Linked DNA regions of Sus scrofa: all the other regions are linked to region 1. Evidence: chromatin contacts called from public Hi-C and HiChIP or PLAC-seq data. All regions are on one chromosome and are shown on one strand. Each heading gives the region's core, a stretch centred on a gene start, on an enhancer-like site or on the middle of the called end of the contact. The rest is flanking DNA. Distances are from core to core; before and after follow the strand shown.

Region 1 (4,584 bases), core at 1,577-4,076:
GCCTCCTCTTTCTTGTTCCCCTCAGGGGCTTCTTGCTACTGAACCTCCAGCCCCAACCTGGGGGTGGGGAAGGGTCTACCCTCCACCTTCTCCCCATCACACCTCCCAGGAAAGACCCAGGAAAAACTGGGAGGAAAAAAAAAAAAACAACACCTTCTGGAGAGATTATGTAACAGCAGCCAGAAAGACTATCATATCTCCAGGCCTCTGAGAAGAGCCAGGAGCCAAGAGGTGCAGAGCTGGGAAGCCCAGGGCCCTCCAGTCCAGGGACAGCAGGTATAGACTAGGGTGGATAATGGGCAGCCCTGACACCCTCCGAAGTCCTCCACTACTCTGTTCTGGGCATTGGGTATTATAACAGACAGAAGCTCTAGCCCAACCTCCCATGCCCATCCACCAACCCAAGGGTCCTGCCTCTCCCTTTGGACCAGGGCCTCCAAGGGGAAGGACTGTGTCTGCTTCTCTATGGTCTCTCGATGATGTTAAGCCTCGCCTGAAAGAGTGCTGTTGGACTAAAGCTCTGACACAGATTTACTGTGTCACCTCAGGTAAAAAACTCAACCTCTCTGGTCTCTAAAGGAGCATAAATGAAAGCTCTTCCTTTCCCCAGAGAAAACAGAGACCTTTCTCCTTACAAATGCACACGCACACACACACATATGTATACGCATATGTATACACACACACATACAAACGCAGACGGGCTGTGTTGGGGGAGGGGGTGGCAGGAGAGTTACAACAAAGAGCATATGACCACTGAGGCCCAAGGGTCCAAATCCCTGTGCTTGGGCAAGTGGGGAAAGAGCTACATATAAGCTCCAGCGATCCCCCCATAACCCCACATAAATGGGTCCTCAGCCACCCTCACACTGATCCCACCCCACCCCCATCTCCTGCCTAACACACTGGGAAACCACAGGAAGGAAATTCATTCCCAGGCAGGCCGTGGGAGCTGGGACAGCCAGGCTAAGTCCTGGGGCGGGTGTGACCCGGCGGCCACAGGCGGGTGGACATCTGTGAACACTGACATGTGCCTTTTCAATTCTCTCCTTGACTACGAAGACTTCCCTGTTGGGGATTTTGGGGAGAGTGGGAGGTGGACAGCTCCCTAATTTCAAAACACCCTATCTCCTGCTGGCCTGGGCTCCCCTGCTATCTGGAGGCCAGAGCAGCCCAAGGTCACCGCCCCAGACGGTAAACTTCCCAGAGTCCAGAATGGCCCCTGAATTGCCTAGGAGACCCACTGCGGGGATGGGGGAAGGGGCAAGGGAGGGCCACCCCCCAAAACCAAAGAAACCAGGCCTAGGAGGAGACCTCAAAGGGGCCTAGGCACTGAGAAGAGGGACAGAGGCTCCACCTAATGTACCCTCCCCCAACCCATCAACAATGGGCTGCTTAAGAGGAGGCAGGGAGAACCTCCTACTCAAAGGACAAACCTGGGATAACCTAGTCAGTGGCTCCAAGGGGGCCCACACTCAGGAGCCCTCCTTTCATTGGGGAGAGACCTCAGGAGGCCACTGAGAGATCAGCTAGAATCACTAGGGGAAGGGAGACCCCGTAAGAACAAACCTGACAGAAAAGGGGTTGGCAGGAGGGTAAGAGACTACATGCATCTTAGTCTCCTCGGCCCACCCTCCGAAAAGCCCCTCACTCCCTGGACCCCCACTCCCAACCCAGTTCGGACTGGAGAACTCTTGCCCAGATGTTTAACAGCTGCAAACTTCTGGCCGGGGGTTCTCCAGCTGGGGCCACAGACAAACCAGAGCAGGGGTCTCGGAGGCAGGCTAGGAGGTCCCAAGAAAGGGTCCTGCGTGCCCACCTCCGTGCTAACTCTGAGTGCCAACTCCACAGGCACAGGGCAAACCCGGGCCCGGGACACACACACACTCACACACCCCAACCCACCACCCCGGTGTCATCTGAACAACATCCCCCCTCCCTCCCCCGCTTCCCAAACAGCTGCGGCTCCCCCCGCCCCCACCCTCCCGCCGCCCTCTCAGGCCCCCTTCTGCACCATTTCGGGCCAAGGAGGAGGGAACAGGCGGCTCGAGGAGGGAGAGGGAGGGAGGGCCGGCTGTTAAAATGTCAGTCGCTCCCGGCTGTCACCGGAGACCCCCTCTGAGGATGGCGCCCCTTCCCAGACCGCTCGGAGGCCGCCTTAACCCCCGGACACCAACAGACCGGCGCGCCCCCAAGCCACCCGTCCCCACCCCGACCCCAACACCCAAGGGAATTACAGCCCACTCCACTTGTCCCCCACAGCCGACTCCCTCACCCAAACAGTCCCCCATGTAATCTTCCACCAACGCCACAAGAAAACACAGCCCGCTCCGCGAGTTCCTCCCAAACCCAAGAGGCCACCCCATCCCACCTCTCAGGGGGACGGTCTAGACCACCCTCCACCCCAACCCCAGGATGGGGTGGGGGAGGGGGCCTCTTAAAGCGGCAGGAGCATTATTTTTCTCTACTCACCGGCCCCGCTGGGGGAAGGGGGATGTCACGGCTGGGAGGGGGTAGCCCTCGCCCCTAGTCCTGGGGCTCTTCAGCACCTGGAAGCCGCAGCTCCGGGCGGGGGGAATAATAAATGAGGCCGGCGTCCGCGCGGGCCCTGGGCTGCGCCGGGGGGCCTGGGCCCCCGTCGTGGGCGCGAGGGCGGGCAGGCGGGCGGCCGGCAGGCGAGGGACTGGGGCCGAGCGCCCGAGCCGCCTCGGCTGTTGTTGATATTTTGCTTCCTTCCTCCTTTCGAGCTCCAAAGGTAACTCCTCCAGCCCCCGGGAGTCGAGGCCGACGTAGGCACAGCTCAGCCTAGCTTGAGGGGTGGGGGGAACGGGGGTGATGGACAGGCGGGGGGGCCAATGGGAGGAACCCGTGGGGGCGGAGGGGCGGGGCCGGAGCAGGGGCGGTCCCGGGGACGCGGCCCCGCCCCTCGCTTCCCTCGGGCCGGCCGGGCCGGGCCGGGTCGGCCCCCACCCCAGCGCCCTCCCAAGCTAGGCTGCGGCGCTGGGAGAGGCAGATCCCTCCGCCAGCCAGGAGGGAGGGAGGGAGGAAGCGAGGAAGCGACCGAGCGAGGCAAAGTAGGGAGGCGAGACCCAGAGGCCTCTAAGGGGATCGGCCCGCGCCCGTGGTGCCCCTTTCGAGCTGTCCGGACGGCCGCCTAGTACTGCTGCCACCATGCGCTCGAAGAGGTCCTTTCCGGGGAGGTTCCGCCGACTGGGCACATACTTCCCGCCCCCGCCCCCAAACACACTCACACACACTCGCGCACACACACTTACACACACGCTACCTCGACAGCTCCCCCCCAACCCCCAAGCCCCTAGAGAGTTGGGAGGTGGGAATCTAAGTAGATAAATTAAGGGTAGACACTAAGTGTTGAAAAGATTTTATCTCCTTCACTTAGTGTGAGCCGAAGCCTCACTTAAAGGGACCCGTTCTTTTCTGGGGGGTTACCTGGAGAGCTCGTTTGCTCCCTCTACCTGTGAGAGGCCCCCTCCCCTCCCAGGGCCCGGCTGGGCAGACGCCCAGCAATTTAAAGCGACAGCTCATAGTTCGTGGGTGACCTAATCCCCAGTGCCTGAGGCTCCAGAGCACTTACAGCCGAGGGGGGCAATTTAAAGGGGCGTGACCCTAATTTCCCCCAGCACAGGAAACGCCCAAAAGCATCTCATTAAAGAAACAGTAGTAGATGTTTAAAAAAATTTGTAATTCCTGGTTGCTCCAGGGTGTGGCGAATCTTCTGCCCTACCACAGGAGTGTGGGTGCCATGCCTACTGGACAAGCGACCTGTCAGACTTCCTCTCCAGCATCCCTGTTGCCCCAATGTCTGCTTTCTACCTGAAGCTTGAGGAAATGATGGAATTTGGCTTGGATCTTAAAGACCCTCGCAGAACAGAAGGGCACTCAGTTCACACACCTCGATTTCTACCTGGCTGGGTCTGATTTACTGGATCAAGGCTTAATGATCCAGGTTGAGTGCTGAAGAGGCTAATATATAAAGAGGTAGCATGTTTTGGAGTAGTCAAGCTACTTTAGTTCACATCCTTATTCCGCCATTTTTTAACCGGGAACACAGGCCCATTACTTAATTTCCCTGTACCTCATGATCCTCATAGGTAAAATAGCAGCGATGATAATAGTACCTAACTCATAAACTGGTGTGAAGATTAAATTGCTACGTACAAGTAGATCACTTTGAACAGTACCTCATGCTGCATTATAATAATTCAAGGGCTGGACTGTCAAGACCCCTTTAGGCCCATTATCCCATAAAAGCCTCAAAGGAGACAAGTTCAGTGGAATTGCTTTGCAAATAGGTTTGGAAGTTTATCTCATTAAGTCCTAAGACAGGAATCCAGCAGGCTCCTATTTTCTTGGTCTTGGTTTCCAACCCTTCTACATGGCTCCTCCTTCAGGAAACCTGATTTAAATAAGTGTCTGACTTTGTCCCCAAACATAGATTCTCGGTTCCCCATTAGATCTGGGAGATGGGGCCCAGCACCAGAAGATGTCAGTCTTTCCTACCAGGCAGGGCCCACTTGCCCAAAGGATCTCAGGGTAGGCAAGAGGAGCCCATATGTCCTGTCC
Region 2 (4,483 bases), core at 1,526-4,025, 240 kb after region 1:
CACACATCCCCAGTTTTCACAATCAAGAGCCAGAGCACACACAATGGGTGGAGTCCTATCTCTTTAGGATCCAGCCTGATCTCCCTCCCCCAACCCAAACTTTATCTGAAGAGCCCAGGCCTCAACTGCCTTCCCTGTCCCAAGAGGCCCAGGGAAAGAGATGAAGTGGTTGGCATCCTGTCCCCCTCCCTCCCTCCAAAGGCCACCAGAAACCTGAAGGTCTTCTTCACAGGGGCTAGTGTGGGTCCATATGTGGCCCCCCACTTCCCTCGTCCCTGCAACCTGAAGAGGTTCCCTGCAACCCACATTCCACCTGAGCCCCCTCCCCAGCCTCTGGACTTTGTCCCACTCCCAGAGGTAGGAGCAGTAGAGACCTTGGGTCAGTTCTTGCCCTGCCCACCAGGACCTGGCATCTGGACCAAGAAGTCAGATGGATCAAAGGTGCAGGGTAAAGTACACGTGTTCAGACACCACACACATATACATGCACATGCAAGGCTGTCTGTGGCTGCTTCCTTACACTGCCCTCTAACCGAGTCCCCTAGGAGGCCCTGGAAGCTGGGAGAGCCCTGCGTTGCTCTGTAGAGGCCAGATATCTAGAAGTTTCAGGGAACAAGGCATATGGGATTGGGCACATTCCTCAGGACACGAACAGAGCAGGGTGGGGGGTGGTCTCCAAGTTGGTCTGGACACTCTGAACAGGAAGCCTGGGTCAACTGCCTAAGCTCAGAGCAGACTCTGGGCCAGATGATGAGACAGACTTGAGTGGAAGAGAGCAACCCACCACCATAAGGCAGTTCTGCACTTGGCCCCCTCGCCCAGAAGACTCACTCCCTCTACTCGTCTCTGCCCTTGGATTTCATTCTACAGGAGTCCTGACACTCTAGGGCCAATACCAAAGGCCTCTCTCTATACCAACTTTGAAACAAGCTGCCAGAGGTACTGCCCCTTTGGACACCCCCGACCTCCCCCAGCACCCTCTGGCAACGACCTCCCTTATCCCCTACTTCACCTGTCTCAGTTCTTAGGGGGAAACATGATGAACGTGCCAGGTTGAGCTTTTGGGCCCCACCCTCCCACCTGGCCAGGTGCTGGGGTGGGGGGGGCTTCATACTGGCGGGCTGAATCAACCACATGGCAGGCTGGGCCGTTCTGGCGGGAGAGGCTCCAACATGGGGAGGAGAGGCAACTCGGTTCCCCCCACCTCCACTAAGAGGCAGTCTGGACTGGACTTCCCAATCCCACAAGGGCTCTGCCACTCTCAGCCCCACATTTGAGTTGGCAGCATATGGAGGCATTTTTTTTGCGGGGCTGAGGAGCGAAGGATAACAGCGGGTAATTTCTAAGACGGACAGATTTCTTCTGTCGCCCCCCAACCATTCCTCGACCCTCCCAACTTCAGATCTCTTACGATCCCCCAAACCAAAGTTTTCTAGAAGCGAACTCCGCCTCCATCTATCCCTTTCTGAGCAGAGATCCTTCTTAACCATTTAATCTAGAAGAGGAGAGTTTGAGCTAGGGGCAACCATCAGTGAAGGTTTAAACTGGGGGTCTTTAAGGGGGTCCCTGAAGGGGATGGCTGTGGCGCCGGGGCGGCGGGGGAGGGAAGGAGTAACACGACTGGCCCCAACCCAGGCTGCGCGCCCGAAACCGCTGGGAGTATGGGGGCTGGGGGCGGAACTAAGCACGCGGAGCCGGGGGCCGGGAAGTGACCGGCGCCCTCGGATCCCCACGCCGCGCACACGCCACTACGCGCGGACGCCGTCTGCCCAGGTGTTCCCAGCCGCCGCCAACCCCCCACCCCCAGCCATTATATAACCGGCGGGTGGGCTCGGAGGTGCTCGGGAAAGAGTCAGGGACTCGGACATCCCCCGCCCCCACCCGACCCCCCCTGCTCTGCGCGGAGCGCTCGTGCCCTCCCGGGTGTTATGCAACCCGAGCCTGGAGGTGGCTAGGAGGCGGCGGGCCGCGCTGCTCACCCGGGCCGGCCAGTGTGGGTAGCCCTTCATCTTGGCGAACACCAGGTCCCCGCATTTATACTCCTTCTGCCGGTTGGATCGCGACATGGCGGGGCTCCGGGCGCCCCGGGCTCCGCGCCGGGCCGGGAAGCGCGAGCCCAAGTTTGCGCGTGCGGCGGTGGCGGCGCCGCTCCGCTCCGGCCCTCGCGCGGCCCCCGCCTCGATGGTGGCCCCCGGCCCGAGCTCCGGCGCGGCCACGGCGTCTCCGCCCGCGCGCCGCACGGACGGGGCGGGCGCGGATCAGGGGCAAAGCTCCGGCGCGGTGGGTGCACGCTCGTGCAGTTGTTTGTGTTTGAAATTCAATTGCTCCCTCTTCTGCGCGAGGCCTCTTCCTCCACCCCCCGCCCGGTCCCCACTCCTCCTCCTCCTCCCTCCTCCCTTTCCCACTCCTCCTCCTCCCCCCTCCGCGCTCCCTCCCGCGGCGGTTTGATGCGTGCAGCTTCTTGACGCCCCGTGCCTGCCCCAACCCGACGCCCAACCTGGAGCCGCCTGGCGGCGCGTGGCGACACAGGCGTAAGGAGCCGATCGCCGAGCAAGCCGAGCAGGCTTTGTGTGCCCGCTGTCGGTGGGTGCCCGCCAGCCCGGGAGGAGCTGGCGCCCGGCTGGACGGAGCGGCCTGGCGCCCCTCCCCCGGCCCCACGGGGCGCTCCCAACAGCGGCTTCAGCGCAGTGGAGTGTCGACATCTAGGCGTAGTGTCTCCCTGCCCACGGCTCCATCCCTGTCCACGAATGTTTGCTCGGCACTTGCGGTGCTTGGCAGAGTGCTGGGCGCAGCGGCGAGAGCTGGGCACCGCGCCCCTGAGCGCACAGAGGTTTGCCCTGGACCTCGACGTGCTTACAATTTGTGGGGTCACCGAAACGTCGGGGATTGCTCCGACACTACGGCCTTTGTGGAATTTGGTAGCCAGGAGGTGTCCGAGGGGTTGTGGCACAAAGTGACCGCGATCCATGTGCATTAGATAGGTCTCGGCTTTCTGTGCTATTTCCTGGCAGAAGAGATCTGGGTTTTACCACTAGCCACGGGCCCAAATATGAACTCTTTTCTTTTGGGAAGAGACAGTGTAAATCCCAAACCATTGGTAAAACATCACTACCTCTCTTGGAGGGTAAGAGTCCGGGGAAGAATCTGGGAAGGCTTCACAAAGGTGATGACTTTGAGTTGGGCCTTAGAGGACAAATGTAATGTTGCCAGATTCCAGAGACCACATTTTAGCCTAGGTTATATGTTAAGAATTGATAGAGCCAAAAGTTGAACTCAGGTCTCTTAAGCCAGACAAGACTTTGCTGTAATTACATCTTTGATTTGCTGTCACTGTGTTGGTTTTGGATTTGCTGAAATTCCAGACACCTATGATCTCTTAGAAATGAGATAGTTATTTAGATCTTACCTTATACCATGTTTAGATCCTTAAAATTTTGCAACAAAATATTCTAGGTTCAAAGAGAGAAAACAAGCTTTTTTTCTTTCCCCATGAGTTTCCTGATCCTGCTTCAAAGCATATGCAGAATCTCCCTGCAGAAGTGCAGGATGAGGCCAAAAGGCCCAGGTACACATTCTGCCCAGCTATTCACCAATCATAAGAACTTACACTACCCTCTGAACTTCTCCCTGAGCCTCAATTTCCTCAACTGTGAGGCAGGATCACACTGCTCCCTGCCAACATCACGGGCATGGAATGGCTGCTTATCATTAGCCGAGGCCTGAAATTGCTCCCTACAGCCTTCCTATCTGTTGTCCTTATGGTCATGACAATGCATTTCACATGTTTTGCCTTTATAATAATGTGGTCTCTCAGCATAATTCTGCCTTGTGATAGGAATCCCTCTGGTCCTATACCCAGGCCCTCCAGGCCCCAGGCTGCTGGCACAGCAGGGCACTCTGCACGGTCCTCATGCATGCCCTTAGCCCCAGACTTGTCGAGTTATTTCAATAGCAAATCCAAACTTGTTGCAACAGAGCAGCTAGATCCCAGTTGGTGTTTACTCTACCATGCATTCCAGTTTGAAATGCAGTCAGTGTAATAGTCCAGATTCTGTCAGGCTAGTACTTTTCTTTGTTCTTATTGTTAGGAGAGAATCTTGTCACAAGGTCTTAGAGATGTTTCAGTAAATCCAGTGTCACCACTGGTTTCCTTTTAGTGTCCAGGCTAGTATTATAAATATGCTGTTTCAGTGCAACAAACATGTTTTTAAACTATTTTCCAATTTAGCACATCCCAAATTAGTGAAAACCAAAGAGTCCTATCCATTTCTCCACTTTGTTGCATGGAGATGGCAGTAAGGGCTTCTTAAATTTTTTTTTTTCTTTGCAACAAATCTCTTGGGCCTGTCACTCAGGTCACCATGCAGATGCTGGTTGCAATAAAACAACCAGGGTTCCCTTTGTTGCAGTAATCTCCCAGGCCTTGGTTGCAATTTAATATCCAAGTTCTCCTTACAATAACATCATCAACCTCACAGCTGCC
Region 3 (3,997 bases), core at 461-2,960, 190 kb before region 1:
TGCTTCGGGCTCGCTGCTCTCCCCTGTGGCGGGGCCTTGGCTCATGGTGCCCGGGTCCAGGGGCGGCTCCCGGTCACAGGCCCCCGCCACCCACTGCTACCGCCACCACTGCCGTCTCCGGCCGTAGCCGCAGGCACCACCGCCGCCGGCCCTGCTCGGCCGCCATCGCTGTGAGGCGGCTGCCCGCGACAGCTCCTCCTCCGCCTGCCAAATCTCGCGATATCAGTTGCACAGTTGCAGGCCAGGGGGCCTGCTGCTACCAAATCTCGCGAAAGTCGTTTTCCCTCCCGGGAAGTTGCCAGAACTAACTCTGGGCGGCATGGCCTCTTTCCGGCTTCTGCAAGCCCTTGTGAAAAACTTTATTGACAAAGTTGCCAGAGAGCGAACAGCGGACTCTAAGGAGGGCTGAGCCTAAGCAGATGGGCTCACAGCTAGGAGTGTGGCTTTGCCTTGTCTGACTGTGGTCATTTGGTTCGTTTTTCTGTCGCCCCCATTTGAGTCGAGCCTCTTTCAGGTTACTAGTTACAGTGATTCTAATTCTCTCTTTTCCCCCATTATTTAAACAAGCAAAAAACTTGTATGTGAAATTTTTTTTGGAAAGAACCGAGTATGACAAGGCCTTCCAAGATAAGACTCTTACACAGACACCTCAGCCCTTCAGCTTCCGACCCCAACCCAAAGATTTCCACTTGCATGTTCCTCACTTACTGTTCCAGTAAACATTTATTGAACATCTGCTGTCTTCCAGCCACAGTGCTGGATTTTGGAGTCACAGAGATGAGCAATTCAGACATTGTCCCTCCCCTTACGAAGCTCTAATGACTTAAGGGGAAAAGATCCACAGGAATGAGAAGTTACACCCTTACATTTCTGCCCCCTGGTCCTCCCATAGGAAAGATCACTGTGGATTCCTATTGCTGTCTTTTTTTTAATGGCCACACTCTCAGCATAAGGAAGTTTCCAGGCTACAGATTCAATCCAAGCCATGGCTGTGATCTATGTGACCAGAACCACTGCAGTCACGTTCTTAAACCACTGTGCCACGGTTTTTGTAACCTTAAACCTAACCTAAAAAGCAAGGTGCTTAGGGAGATGTTCCTGAAACAACCTGTCTTTCCTTTTTATTGGCCTTTCACTTGTTGTTCCTCTGCCTGAAACACCCATTCTCCTGATTCCCAGCAGGTCTCAACTCAAATATCACTTTGGCAAAGAAATTTTCCTATTGAAATTGTCTTATTGATTTATTTTCTAGGCTTCTTTATTATCTGCTACCCCAACAGAACAAGCCCCTTAAGTCCAGAGACTTTGCCTGTCATCTCGTTCTTTCCTATGTCTATGCCCAGAATAGTGCCTAACTAATAACAGGTGCTCAATAAATATTGAATGAATAAGTGTAGAAATTCCACCTCTCTTTTGGGTGTTTTCCAACCTACTCCAACATCCTTTTTTTTTTTTTGGTCTTTTGTCTTTTTAGGGCCACACCGCAGCATATGGAGGTTCCCAGGCCAGGGTCCAATTGGAGCTGTAGCTGTCATCCTACACCACAGCCACAGCAAAGCAGGATCCGAGCTGCGTCTGTGACCTACACCACTGCTCACAGCAATGCCAGATCCTTAACCCACTGAGCAAGGCCAGGGATCGAACCTGCATCCTCATGGATACTAGTAGGGTTCATTAACCACTGAGCCATGACAGGAACTCCCCAAGCACCTTCTGATGCACAAACCCATTCTTCCCCCTTTGCTTTCCTGTGCTGGGAGTTCCTACAAAACCCATGTTCCTAGAACACACTTACCTCTAGGCTCAGCTGCACCCCCACTTTCAGAGAGCATGACGTCCTTCTCTAAGGCTTTTTCTGTCGGCAGATTCAGCAGGGCGGGGCCTGCCCTTTAATCTGGGCCCCACCTGCTCTGGTCAGACAGGTTTGGAGACCCAGGTAAAGGGAGGGAGACGGAGAGAAATACTTGCAGAGCCAGCAGCGAGCTAGGCAGCTCCTTCCCGGACGCTGGGGACCCTCTACCTCTCTCCAGATGGAAAGTAAGTGGGTGTCACGGGTCCAAACATTAAGGGATCGGAGGTCCTTGAGCAGTGAAGGGAGGGAAGTTAGCCTCATCCAGAAGCAGTGAGATGGAGGACGGCAGGGAGGGGAGAAAGACAGGAGAGGAGGCATGGGAAACAGCTTTGATTAGACCTAGAGGTCAAAATGGACAGACCCAGGCCCTTCAGATGTGGAGTGGGTTGGTGAGAAGTTTGAAAACCGACCAAGTATCCAGATTGGAGACGAAAGAACAGGGTCCCCTGCTACTGCCAGCTCCTTGGGACAGATTTGTTGGCAAATCGTTGGTATAAGTTGCCAGGAGAGTTCCAGTCCGGGGTCTTCAGGGGAAGGCAAGGTTTGGAAGTGAAAGGGAAGCTTCTCTGTCCACGAGAAGGTCTTTAGCAAGAAGAAAGCCCTTGGCAAATTTCTAGACACCTCCTTTTCCTCTCATTCCTGCATTTGGGTGGCCATGACCCCAGGGGTTTTGGTGGAGAGGGGCAGGAGATGTGGGTGGAGGCGAGGCCACAGCTGCCAGGGCCTGTGCCCCCTGACTCACCCTCTCCTGGTGAATAGCATTTGATGTCGAAAGGGTGTCTCCATTTCAGCTGCTCACTTCCCTCCTGCCTCACTCTATTTCAACACAAGGACCATGTTCTCCCTAAGGTCCCAGATGGGGCTAAAGCCCACCGTAAGACCAGCTGAGCTTCGGTTCTATCAACCCAGAAAACAGCAGCTTTTTTTTTTTTTTTTTTTTTTTTTTTGGCCTTTTTATTTTAGGTCCGCACACGGGGCATGTGGAGGTTCCCAGGCTGGGGGTGGAATCGGAGCTATAGCTGCTGGCCTATGGCACAGCCACAGCAAGGCCAGATCCAAGCCACGTCTGCAACCTATACCACAGCTCGTGGCAACGCCAGATTCTTAACCCACTGAGCAAGGTCGGGGATTGAACTCGAAACCTCATGGTTACTAGTTGGATTCATTTCCACTGAGCCACTACAGGAACTCCAAGAGCAGCAGCTTCTGACAGAGCTTCCCTCTGCTCCTTCCAGGGTGACACGACCTTACGGTAGACCCCAGAAGTGAGGCCCCAGGATGACGGAACCCGAGGCCATGGCCCTGCTGGAGGTGAAGGGGCCTGCAGCCCTGGAGAAAAGCCCACCCCAGGCCTTGGTCCCCAATGGCGAGAAGACAGAGGGGGAGGGTGGAGCTGAGTCTCCCAGAGCCGAGTCCTCCAGAGTGGGGTCTTCAGCTGGGTCTCCCACAGCCGGACAGGGGACTGAGGATGGGCTAGATAGCACAGTAAGTGAGGCTGCCACCTTGCCCTGGGGGGCTGGCCCCCAGCCCAGTGCCCCGTTCCCAGATCCCCCAGGCTGGAGAGACATTGAGCCTGAGCCCCTCGAGTCAGAGCCAGCCACCAAGCTGGAGGAGTTGCCCGAAGATGACGCTTGCCTGCTGCCTGAGAAGGCGGCCCGAGCCTTCGTGCCCATCGACTTGCAGTGCATTGAGCGGCGGCCACAGGAGGACCTTGCTGTGCGCTGTGAGGCGAGCGAGGGCGAACGCCGCCGGACCTTCCTGCCCACCCGGGCCGCCCCCGCTGAGCCCCCTGAGCGCAAGTGGGCTGAGGCAGTGGTGAGGCCGCCTGGCCGCTCCTGTGGGGGCTGCGAGGGCTGCGGAGGCCATGAGGGGCTCAGGGCTGTGGCCTCCGTAGGAGCTGCTTTCATCCTCTTCCCCTGCCTGCTCTACGGGGCGTATGCCTTCCTGCCCTTCGACGCCCCGCGCCTGCCGACCATGAGTTCCCGCCTCGTCTACACGCTGCGCTGCGGGGTCTTTGCCACCTTCCCCATTGTTCTGGGTGAGCCTGGGTCCTGTGAAAAGGGAGGGGGCATCTGGGAGCTGGACTGGAGGGCAGGGCCTTCCTGGCTTGGAGAGCAGGAGAGTTTCCCCTTGTGAGACCTGGAC
Region 4 (3,993 bases), core at 528-3,027, 220 kb after region 1:
ACCACCTGTCCCCCCAGCCTCTCACCTGGCTTCGAGCAATCTTGAAGGGTGTGGCATTCACCATATGCTGCTTCCGAATACCACTCCACCTGGTCCGGTAGTCCACAATGTGGCAGGGGGGAAGGATGTACTCGTCATAAAGCACATCTCCATTGTAGTTGACAATACTACACCGAGCCAAGGAACTGACATGCCCTTTGGGTCCTGTGCCCACCATCTCACAGTCAATTGCCACCATCTTGCTCGGACCCTTCTGGGATGCTCCAGAATATTTCTTCTCGGAATGAGCTTGGGTGGAATTCTGTGGGGCATTCTTCTGGGAGCCCTTCTTCCGGGGGCGAGTTGGGTGGCTCTTAATCTTTGGTAGGGCACTCTGGAACTCCCCCAGTAAGTCTACTTTGGCCACAACAGAACCAGCCTTCTGTGAAGGGGCAGGGGTCAGCCAAGGCACTGCAGATGGCTTGTCCAGAGACTGCCCTGACCCACCGCTGGAGGCAGCTGTCTTCTTTTTTGAAAGAAGAGGGGCCTTCCAAGCGCCATCTACCTTGGGAGATTTCCCTTTCTTTGACGATTCTGATTGCAACTTAGCCACCTTGCTAGGGGGCTGCTGTTTCTTATTCAAAAAGCCCTTCCGTTCCAAGAGCCGGCGCTTCTTGACAAATTTTCGGTGCTTGGCATTCCCCTCTAATGCCTTTTTTGGGGGAGGTTCACCAAAATCCAGATTGAGGAGTAAGGTAGACATGATGACAGTGGACAGCGGGAGAACAGTTGGGAAGAGTAGCTTACAGTTGAGAGGAGGATAGAAAACTCATCCTCTGCCGAATCCCACAGACCAACATCTGGAGGTCTGCAGTATACCCTGGGGAAGAAGGTGATACTGATAATGGGAACCCATAGGCTTGGGAACCCGTAAGATAAGACCCATCTCCCTAGGACTTAAGAGAGAGAAAGACATCAGAGTAACCTCTCAGATAATGTGAAATGATGGAAGGAGCACTTCTTCTCAGCCAGGAAGCCTGGGTTCTAGGACAGCCCCACAATTCAGCAGCTGTACAGGAAGGCCATTTCCCTTCTCAATATCTGTCTCAACCGCAAACTGAGGGGGTTGCAGGGCCAACCAGCTGAAACTCTGTGATCTAGAACGCCCGAATAGGTGAGCTATCTCATCTGTCCAGGGAGAGAACGTCTAAGTATGCTCGAAGGCAGTGTGGGGTATGCCACAGACGACCTCTGGCTTACCCAGGCATCCCCAGCGCGGGTTCCAGGAACCCCTGTCCCTGATCTCCAGGTGGGGGAAATCGCCACATGCATCTCACCCAAGTCCTTCTCCCAAGAAAGGACCTTTGACACCACATATCAACAGAGAAGAAACCGACGCGGGGGACGGCACACTTCGGCCGTCCGCACCACTTCGGCCGTCCCCACACGCTCGCGCACCTACCTCCTAGATGTGCCCAGCTAGGACCGGAAGCGCCAGGAGCCGGATACGGAAATTGGCACGCGCCGACGAGGCCCGGCCCGGCAGGCGCGCGGATTGGAACGCGCCGGGGGCCTGCGCGCGCGAGCCCACAGCGCCCCCGCCTCCGGGAGCGAGGCCAGGGATTCCGAGTGTGTGGGGAGCGGCAGCGGCGGCGGTGGGGGAGGCGGCGTGGGTGGGGGCGGGGGCGGGATGCGCTCCCCAGCCCCTCTAGCCCCGTGGAGGTACAACTCGAAGGTTCAGGGAGGCCGCGACAAACGAGAACTGCAGCGCGCGGGAGACCCCGGCCTCACTTCCGGGAGGGGGGGTTGTACGGGAAGGGGCGGGACCTGAGCTTGGCCCACCCCTCTCCGTGAGCGGGGCGCCGGGGGACGCCTCTGTGACGTCACTGCGCTGGCAACCCCCCCCCCCCGCCCGGTGTGTCTCCGACGCTGACACCTTCGCGCTATGGGACGTCGCGACCTGTGACGTCTGGAGGGCGCCTCAAGTCTTCACCCAGGCTGAAGTCCCGGAAAGGCAGCATCGGGGGCTGGATTCTGAGCGCTTTCTTCCTGCTCCGAGTGCAGAACTGAATCCAGCCTGGGTCCTGGACCCGTGTAGTCCTGACCCTGTTCCCTCCTCACTGCATTGTCGCTCCTCGCGCCACCGGCTGGGCCCCGGAATGCCGGGGGTTTCCGCCCGGGGCCTCTCTTACGAGGAGAGGAGGCAACTAGCTGTGAACCTCACCCGGGTCGTGACGCTCTACCGTTCCATCCTGGACGCCTACATCATTGTGAGGCCACAGGGGTGTGGGTGGGGTGCTCCTCCTGGTTGTGTGGTGGATAGGTGCTCACGACAGGAGAGGATCTGGAGAGTTAGCGTCTGGTCTCTTCTAATATGAGTTTCTTCAGGCTTTTGTCTGTACAAGAAAAGTTTGAGGCTGCTCTTCCTTTTTTTCTTCTGACCTAAATGTTAATATGTTAGCATCTGGGTTGTCTTTCTAAGCTTCTGAAATCCAAAGTAGTAAAATGCATGGATATTTGAGCCATGCTGCTGCAGCTGCGTCGAACTTTCCCAGGAACGTGTGAGGTGTTCCAAGAACACACATGTTCATTCATTCAAGCCTTGAATAAATTCCTGGTTTTGCAGTGTAATGGACAATTCCAGCTTTGGAATATGAGAGACTTGGACTAGAATCCTGCCTCGCTTACTGTGTTAACCTTAGGCATTAAAACAATTCCTCCTAGCCCCAGTTTCTCAGCTGTAAAATGGATCCCTTTTTGAAGGATGATTGTGAAAAATAAATGAGATGATGTATAAATGGCACCAGCATCCTCCGAATTGTTCAGCTCCCAAACCCAGAAACCATCCTCAATTTAGCTCTTTTCTTCACTGATCTACAATCCAGTCCTTCAACAAGTCCTATTTGGTTCAACCTCCAGAATAGATACCAAATTCACCCATTTGTCTCCATCGCCATTGCTACCACTCTAGGCCAAGCTAACATTGTCTCTCTCCTGGACTACTTCCTAACTGAGCTCTGTGTTTGCTTCCTCTCCTCCATAAACAATTCTTCATAAAACAGATTGATCTTTTGAAAATGTGAATCTGATGATGACACTTATTTGTTTCTTAGGTACTTTGATGAAATTCTAATTCTTTACCATTATCTATAAAGTTCTGCATAATCTGTGTTCCTTTTTAGACCCCTTCACATTCACGATACTACACCTGCACTGGCCTGATCTGGGCCTTTGCACTTTCTTTTTCTTTTTCTTTTGCTCTTTTTGTCTTTTTAGGCCCTCATCCTTGGCATATGGAGGTTCCCAGGCTAGGGGTCGAATCGAAGCTGCAGCTACCGGCCTACACCATAACCACAGTAACGGCAGGATCTGGGCCACGTCTGCGACCTACACCACAGCTCACAGCAATGCTGGATCTTTAACCCACTGAGGGAGGCCAGGGATCGAACCTGCATGCTCATGGATGCTAGTCAGATTCGTTTCCACTGTGCCGCAATGGGAACTCCTGGGCCTTTGCACTTTCTGATCTGTTTAGAATGTTTTTTGTCCACAGAAGGGCAATTGAGTATCGTGGTCAAGAGCAAGAAGCGTTAAATTGGTTTCAAATCCCAACTATGCTCCTTACAGCTTTTTGACTTGGGCAAATTACTTAATTGCTGTGATTCAGTTTTCTTATCTGTAAAAGGGGGATAAAAATAGTACTACCTCATAGGGTGGTTTTAAGGATTAAATGCCTTAATATATGTAAAGTGTTTCAGACATTGCCTGGCATATTAAAGTATTCTGTAAGTATTTGTTATTACCTGCATTTTAAAAAACTGAAATAGACGTGACATATTAGTCTAGTTTCGGGTGTATAACATAGTGACTCATATTTGTATATATTATGAAATGATTACAAGAAGTCTGGTTAATGTCCATCACCATACATAGTTACATTTTTTTTTCCTTGTGATGAGAACTTTCAAGATGTACTCTCAGTAACTTTCTGGGGAGTTCCCATCGTGGCTCAGT
Region 5 (4,548 bases), core at 1,145-3,644, 170 kb after region 1:
AGGCTGTCCCACTCAGCTATGTCACCTCTCCTTGGAGGATTTCCTGGGCAAGGAAATCTGGTCCTGAACCCACAGGGGAGCAGGGGGGCTTACACTGTGGTGTTAAAAGGAGCCTAAAATCCTAGGACCTCGTGGTGACAAAGCTGCCACCACCTGCGGCTCTGGGCCCCTTCAGCTGAGGAGTCTTTCCCTGCGGGTCGGTGTGCATCGGTGTGCCTGGTGGGTCACGGTCAACCTGTACCTGTATGTGGCCACCTCCAGGCTGAGGGACATCTTGAGGTGTGCCAGCTGCTGCCGACCTTCCAGGACCTGGGCGATCTGGCTCTGTAGGCCCTGTTTCTCCTGCTCCAGGGCCTCCACGGCCAGCTGCAGAGCAAGGCCGAAAGATAGTCAGTGAGGTGGTGGGGTCCTTACTGCCAGCTAACCTCTGTCCCCCTTGGCTGCTGCAGCAGCATCTTCTGCTCCCTGATTGACTTCCCTGCAGATCAGATTTCTGCCTGCCCCCCTCTGGAGCCTCCAGAAGAGCAGAGTGGCCCCCTCAGCCCTCTCCCACGGCCTGGCTCCTCCTCTGAGGATGCTGATTAAATGGTAGCACATGCTGCTCAGCATTCAGCTCCCACAGGAAGGGGGAGGTGAGGGAAGAGAGGCGATGGCTTACAGAGAGCAGGAGAGGGGGAAAGTGGAAGCAGAAGGAAAAACGATTAATCAAGAGGCCTGGAGCCCGCAGGACTGGAAACCAAACAGCGCTGGTCCCAGTCACTGTCTCCTGCTCCCCACACCGGGGGCCCCCACCCCACCCCCACTTCCCACATGTTCTGGAATCTTTCTCCTCGGAGAGGAGGAGTGGGGAGGTGGCCATGGTGAGACCTCTGTCTGGCCCAGGCAGGAGGCTGTTTTCTCAGCTGCTGGTCCCATCTGTGCAGTGTGAGGGGAAGCAGCTGTCCCAGGCTTCTGGAATGTGCTCAGGAGCCCAAAAGCCCTGACAAGGGAGAAGGGCTGGTGGCCCCTCATCCAGGGCCCCTCACAGCCCCTCCTGTCAAGGGGGGAGGAGGGCAGCTGGGAACTTGGGAGATCTGAGTGGCCAGACCATCAGACCCAGCGTTGAGAGGGAAAGTCCTGAGCATCTTCTGAGTGACAGGAGAGCCTAAGGAGGGGCCCAGAGGCCATCAGGGTGGGAAGGGGCCATCCAGACGGTGAGGAGGTGGCTGCAACGTCTTGGGCCTGCCTGCCCTTCCAGGGATCTGCGTTGAGACGGCTCATCCAAGCCCTACTCTAGACGGAGATGTGAACGTCTAGGCTGGTGGCACCGATCATGGCTTTCTAAGAACCGGCCCCTGAATCTGCATCTCCTCCCGCCCCCCACTTCCTACTCCCTTTCCAAGGTCTCTGAACCCCAAAGGGACTTCTCAAAGCCTCGATTTGCTCAGGCTTTCCCCACACCCCGCCCTCACTTCCTCACCTGGAACTGCTCAGTGGCCCGTAGCCGCTCCTGCCAGCGGCCCTCCAACCTCTGCTCCAGCGCAGCCCTGCGCTCCTGGAGGCCGCTGCGCTCCGCCTGAAGCTGCTGCAGCTCCAGGCGACCCTCGCGAGCGCCCTGCATCGCGTGGCCCAGGCGCTCGCGGGCCTGGCCCAGCGACGTCTCCATGTGCGCCACGCGCTCCTGGTAGCCGCGCACAGCCCCGCGCCACGCCTCGCCCAGACGCCGCGCCAGCTCCTCCACTTCGGGGGCCGGCGTGGGGGGCCCTCGGGGCGGAGCGGGGCCGCGCGGGGCGCAGGCAGCCTGCGCGTTCAGGCCGGCTAGCTCCTCCTCGTGCGCCGCGCGCAGAGCCTCCAGTTCGCGCTCCAGCTCCGCCGCCTGCGTGCTCAGCCAGGTCTGAGCGCATTTCTCGGCCTCGACAACACGCCGGCTGCGGGCCACCTCCTCCGACGTCCGCTCCCGGGCCAGCCGCAGCTGCTGGCACCGGCCCGCCACGCCCTCCACCTCTTCAGCCAGGTTGTCGCGCGCCACCTCGGCCGCGTGCTTCTCCAGCCAGCGCTGGTCGACGAGGGCCCGCAGGGCCGCCAGCTCGTCGTCGGCACGGGCCCTCCAGGAGGCGACCCCGGACTGTGCCCGGAGACCCTTGAGCTCCGCGCTGAGCAGCTCATTCTGCTCCTCTAGCGCCTTGACCCGGGCCAGGTAGGCCTCCAGGCGCCGGTTGAGCTCCCACATCTGAAAAGATTCCTCCCCCAGGCAGCCCTCCATCCTGCTCGTCTGACCCACCGAAGGTGGAGGGACGCAGAGCACCAAGACGGGCCAGCAGCTCTCAAAGCTTTTAGGACGAAAAGGAAAAGGAGACGGATGGGGACAATGGCGGGGCGGGGCAAGAAGCAGCCGGAGCGACTGAGAGTCGGGAGTGGGAGCGAGGCTATTCATACTCCCGCCAGGCTGGCGGGAAAAGGGGCGGGACCCAGGCCTTAACCCCTTAGGGTTCAGAGAAACTGCGTCCGCCTCTATCCCCTTGGTCCTGTGTGCTGGAGAGGAGAACGGAGCCAAAGGAAAAGCCACGCCTGGAGAATCCGATCCGATGGTGGTGGCTTTCTGGGGTGGGAGGCAGTGAGGAAGGGTCATAACCCCAGATAAAAGCAGATTATACACGGAACTGAGGCTGTGGAGGAAGTGCCAGGGGATTCAGGCCTGGGAAGGGGTGCCAGTCTCAGTTACTCAGCGCACCCAAGAGAGGTATCATTTACTGAATTCCTCTAAGCCTCAGTTTCTTCATGCATAAAATGGGAACAATAACGGAACTCTCATGGGACTGCTGAAAGAATAGATGACGTTTTTCATAAATAGCAAAGGCTCATCCTCCTGAAATACTGGAAGAAGGCAGCATCGAAGAGAGTTTAGAAAGACATTGCCTGGAAAACAAGAAAAAAAAAATGCATTTGCACGTGCACCCTATTTCCTCTGTCTCTATCAGGAAACGGAGAGAGCAGGCAAAAGCGTTTCCCCCATTATTCCCCTCATCCGTCCTACTCTTCTGTCATATAACCTGAGGTTCGCAAACCTACTTTCTAGGTAATCGAAGGCCTCCCCCAGCTCTCAGGGAAGGACACCCCACCTTGTCTTCGGTGTCGGAAATTTTTGGGTCGAGGGCGCCCCCTGGTGGCTGACAGACTAGATCGAGACGAGGAAGTAGAAGCAGCACAAGGAGCCCGGATTTATTGAGCGTTTGTAATACGCAAAATCACGTTCAAACATTTTATTTACGTTATCTGACTGAATCCTCAAAACATCCCTGAAGGCGGGAGTAGTTAGGAAGGGCTTCTGGAGGAAGAGAGGTCCTCGAACTGGGTAGTGAGGGAGGTGGAATTTGGGGTTTGTAGAGTGAAGGGGCGCAGGCTCAGAGAGGAGTGTCAGGGATAATGAGAGCGCGAAGGGATCTTTGGGGAAGGAATTTATGCTCATGAAAGTCCAATTTAGCGCTCCAAGTGTTGGATGAGACCTCTTATGTCTCAGCACTGAAAGAATTCATAGTTTGGTAACATGAGGGCAAGAGTGACAGGTGCTCATAGTCTGGCGGTGAGGTCAACGATAAGGTTATCATGGAGTTCTCGTCATGGCACAGTGGAAACGAATCCGGCTAGGAACCACGAGATTTCGGGTTCGATCCCTGGCCTCGCTCAGTGGGTTAAGGATCCAGCATTGCCTTGAGCTGTGGTGTAGGTCACAGACGTGGCTCAGATCCTGAGTTGCTATAGCTGTGGTGTAGGCCAGCAGCTGTAGCTCTGATTAGACCCCTAGCCTGGGAACCTCCATATGCCACAGGTGCGGCCCTGAAAAGACAAAACAAAACAAAACAAAACGCCAATAATTTTGTCCTAATACTTAGCACCTGAGGTGTCCACAGAGACCTGGGGGAGCACAGAGAATGGAGAAGGTCCTCTGGGTACAGCAGGGTCACTGACCAGGAGGCTGTCCCACCAGGCCAGCTGGGCTTTGGAGTTCACTGCTAGTATGTGGAGAGGAAGGGAAGGACCAGTGGGCGTGGAGTGGAGGGATCGACTGAGACTTAGCGTGAACCAGGAGACTGAGGCTTCTCCATCCCCACCTTGCTTCACAAATCCTGCCCTTTGGTTTGGGCAGGGGCGTCCCAAGAGTTGTGTCCAGGAGAGCTGACTTGGGGTCTCTCCCTCCTCTTTCTTTTCCTGGCTGTAGGAAGAGAGAAGCCGAATACTAGAGATGTCCTGGGAGCCTTGAGGGGGTCCCCTGGAGACGGGGGAGTGGCAGTGGGGTGAGGAGCACCTCTTCCGGGCCCCTCACTCTTACCCAGAGGGGAGACATTTGGCGCTGGTCTCATGCAAGAAGTACGAGGTCTGACTCTTACACATTCTAGCTGAAGGACCTTAGACAAATTGCAGAGATTCTCCAGCTGAGCCTCAGTTTACCTTTTTGGTGAAAGAGATTAATACTTACCCATCCCCAGGCATTGGTTCTGAGGATCAAACAAGACCAGGTAGGAGTTCCTGTCATGGCTCAGTGGTTAATGAATCTGACTAGCATCCATGAGG

The links. Hi-C and Micro-C count contacts between places; a contact is called where the count stands out from the background. HiChIP or PLAC-seq counts read pairs in DNA pulled down with a chosen protein or histone mark.
Region 2: a Hi-C map of liver shows a contact between it and region 1, with 3 times the contacts expected there. The contact joins the promoter of HDGF here to the promoter of MEF2D in region 1. A contact is called at or near these places in 2 of 47 Hi-C or Micro-C datasets (liver and skeletal muscle) and 1 of 2 datasets of contacts at active chromatin or transcription factors (alveolar macrophages).
Region 3: an H3K27ac HiChIP or PLAC-seq map of alveolar macrophages shows a contact between it and region 1. The contact joins the promoter of TMEM79 here to the promoter of MEF2D in region 1. A contact is called at or near these places in 2 of 2 datasets of contacts at active chromatin or transcription factors (alveolar macrophages and skeletal muscle).
Region 4: a contact with region 1 is called in an H3K27ac HiChIP or PLAC-seq map of alveolar macrophages. The contact joins the promoter of ISG20L2 here to the promoter of MEF2D in region 1. A contact is called at or near these places in 2 of 2 datasets of contacts at active chromatin or transcription factors (alveolar macrophages and skeletal muscle).
Region 5: a Hi-C map of skeletal muscle shows a contact between it and region 1, with 4 times the contacts expected there. The contact joins the promoter of NES here to the promoter of MEF2D in region 1. A contact is called at or near these places in 2 of 47 Hi-C or Micro-C datasets (heart right ventricle and skeletal muscle) and 1 of 2 datasets of contacts at active chromatin or transcription factors (skeletal muscle).

What each region holds. Positions count from the first base shown.
Region 1 is chr4:93,579,805-93,584,388 of Sscrofa11.1, reverse strand. It overlaps MEF2D (myocyte-specific enhancer factor 2D), which reads right to left and starts at 2,826. Exons shown (of 12, transcript XM_021089672.1): 1 at 2,473-2,826.
Region 2 is chr4:93,339,373-93,343,855 of Sscrofa11.1, reverse strand. It overlaps HDGF (hepatoma-derived growth factor), which reads right to left and starts at 2,775. Exons shown (of 6, transcript XM_013996955.2): 1 at 2,498-2,775.
Region 3 is chr4:93,766,553-93,770,549 of Sscrofa11.1, reverse strand. TMEM79 (transmembrane protein 79) reads left to right here and starts at 1,710. Exons shown (of 4, transcript XM_001927978.5): 1 at 1,710-2,037; 2 at 3,088-3,890. The coding sequence starts at 3,131. It overlaps SMG5 (protein SMG5), which reads right to left and starts at 221. Exons shown (of 22, transcript XM_021089680.1): 1 at 1-221. The coding sequence starts at 45.
Region 4 is chr4:93,363,972-93,367,964 of Sscrofa11.1, reverse strand. It overlaps ISG20L2 (interferon-stimulated 20 kDa exonuclease-like 2), which reads right to left and starts at 1,777. Exons shown (of 4, transcript XM_001924747.5): 1 at 1,442-1,777; 2 at 26-859. The coding sequence starts at 742. It overlaps RRNAD1 (ribosomal RNA adenine dimethylase domain containing 1), which reads left to right and starts at 1,941. Exons shown (of 8, transcript NM_001243324.1): 1 at 1,941-2,249. The coding sequence starts at 2,139.
Region 5 is chr4:93,410,506-93,415,053 of Sscrofa11.1, reverse strand. It overlaps NES (nestin), which reads right to left and starts at 2,394. Exons shown (of 4, transcript XM_005663265.3): 1 at 1,460-2,394; 2 at 242-366. The coding sequence starts at 2,242.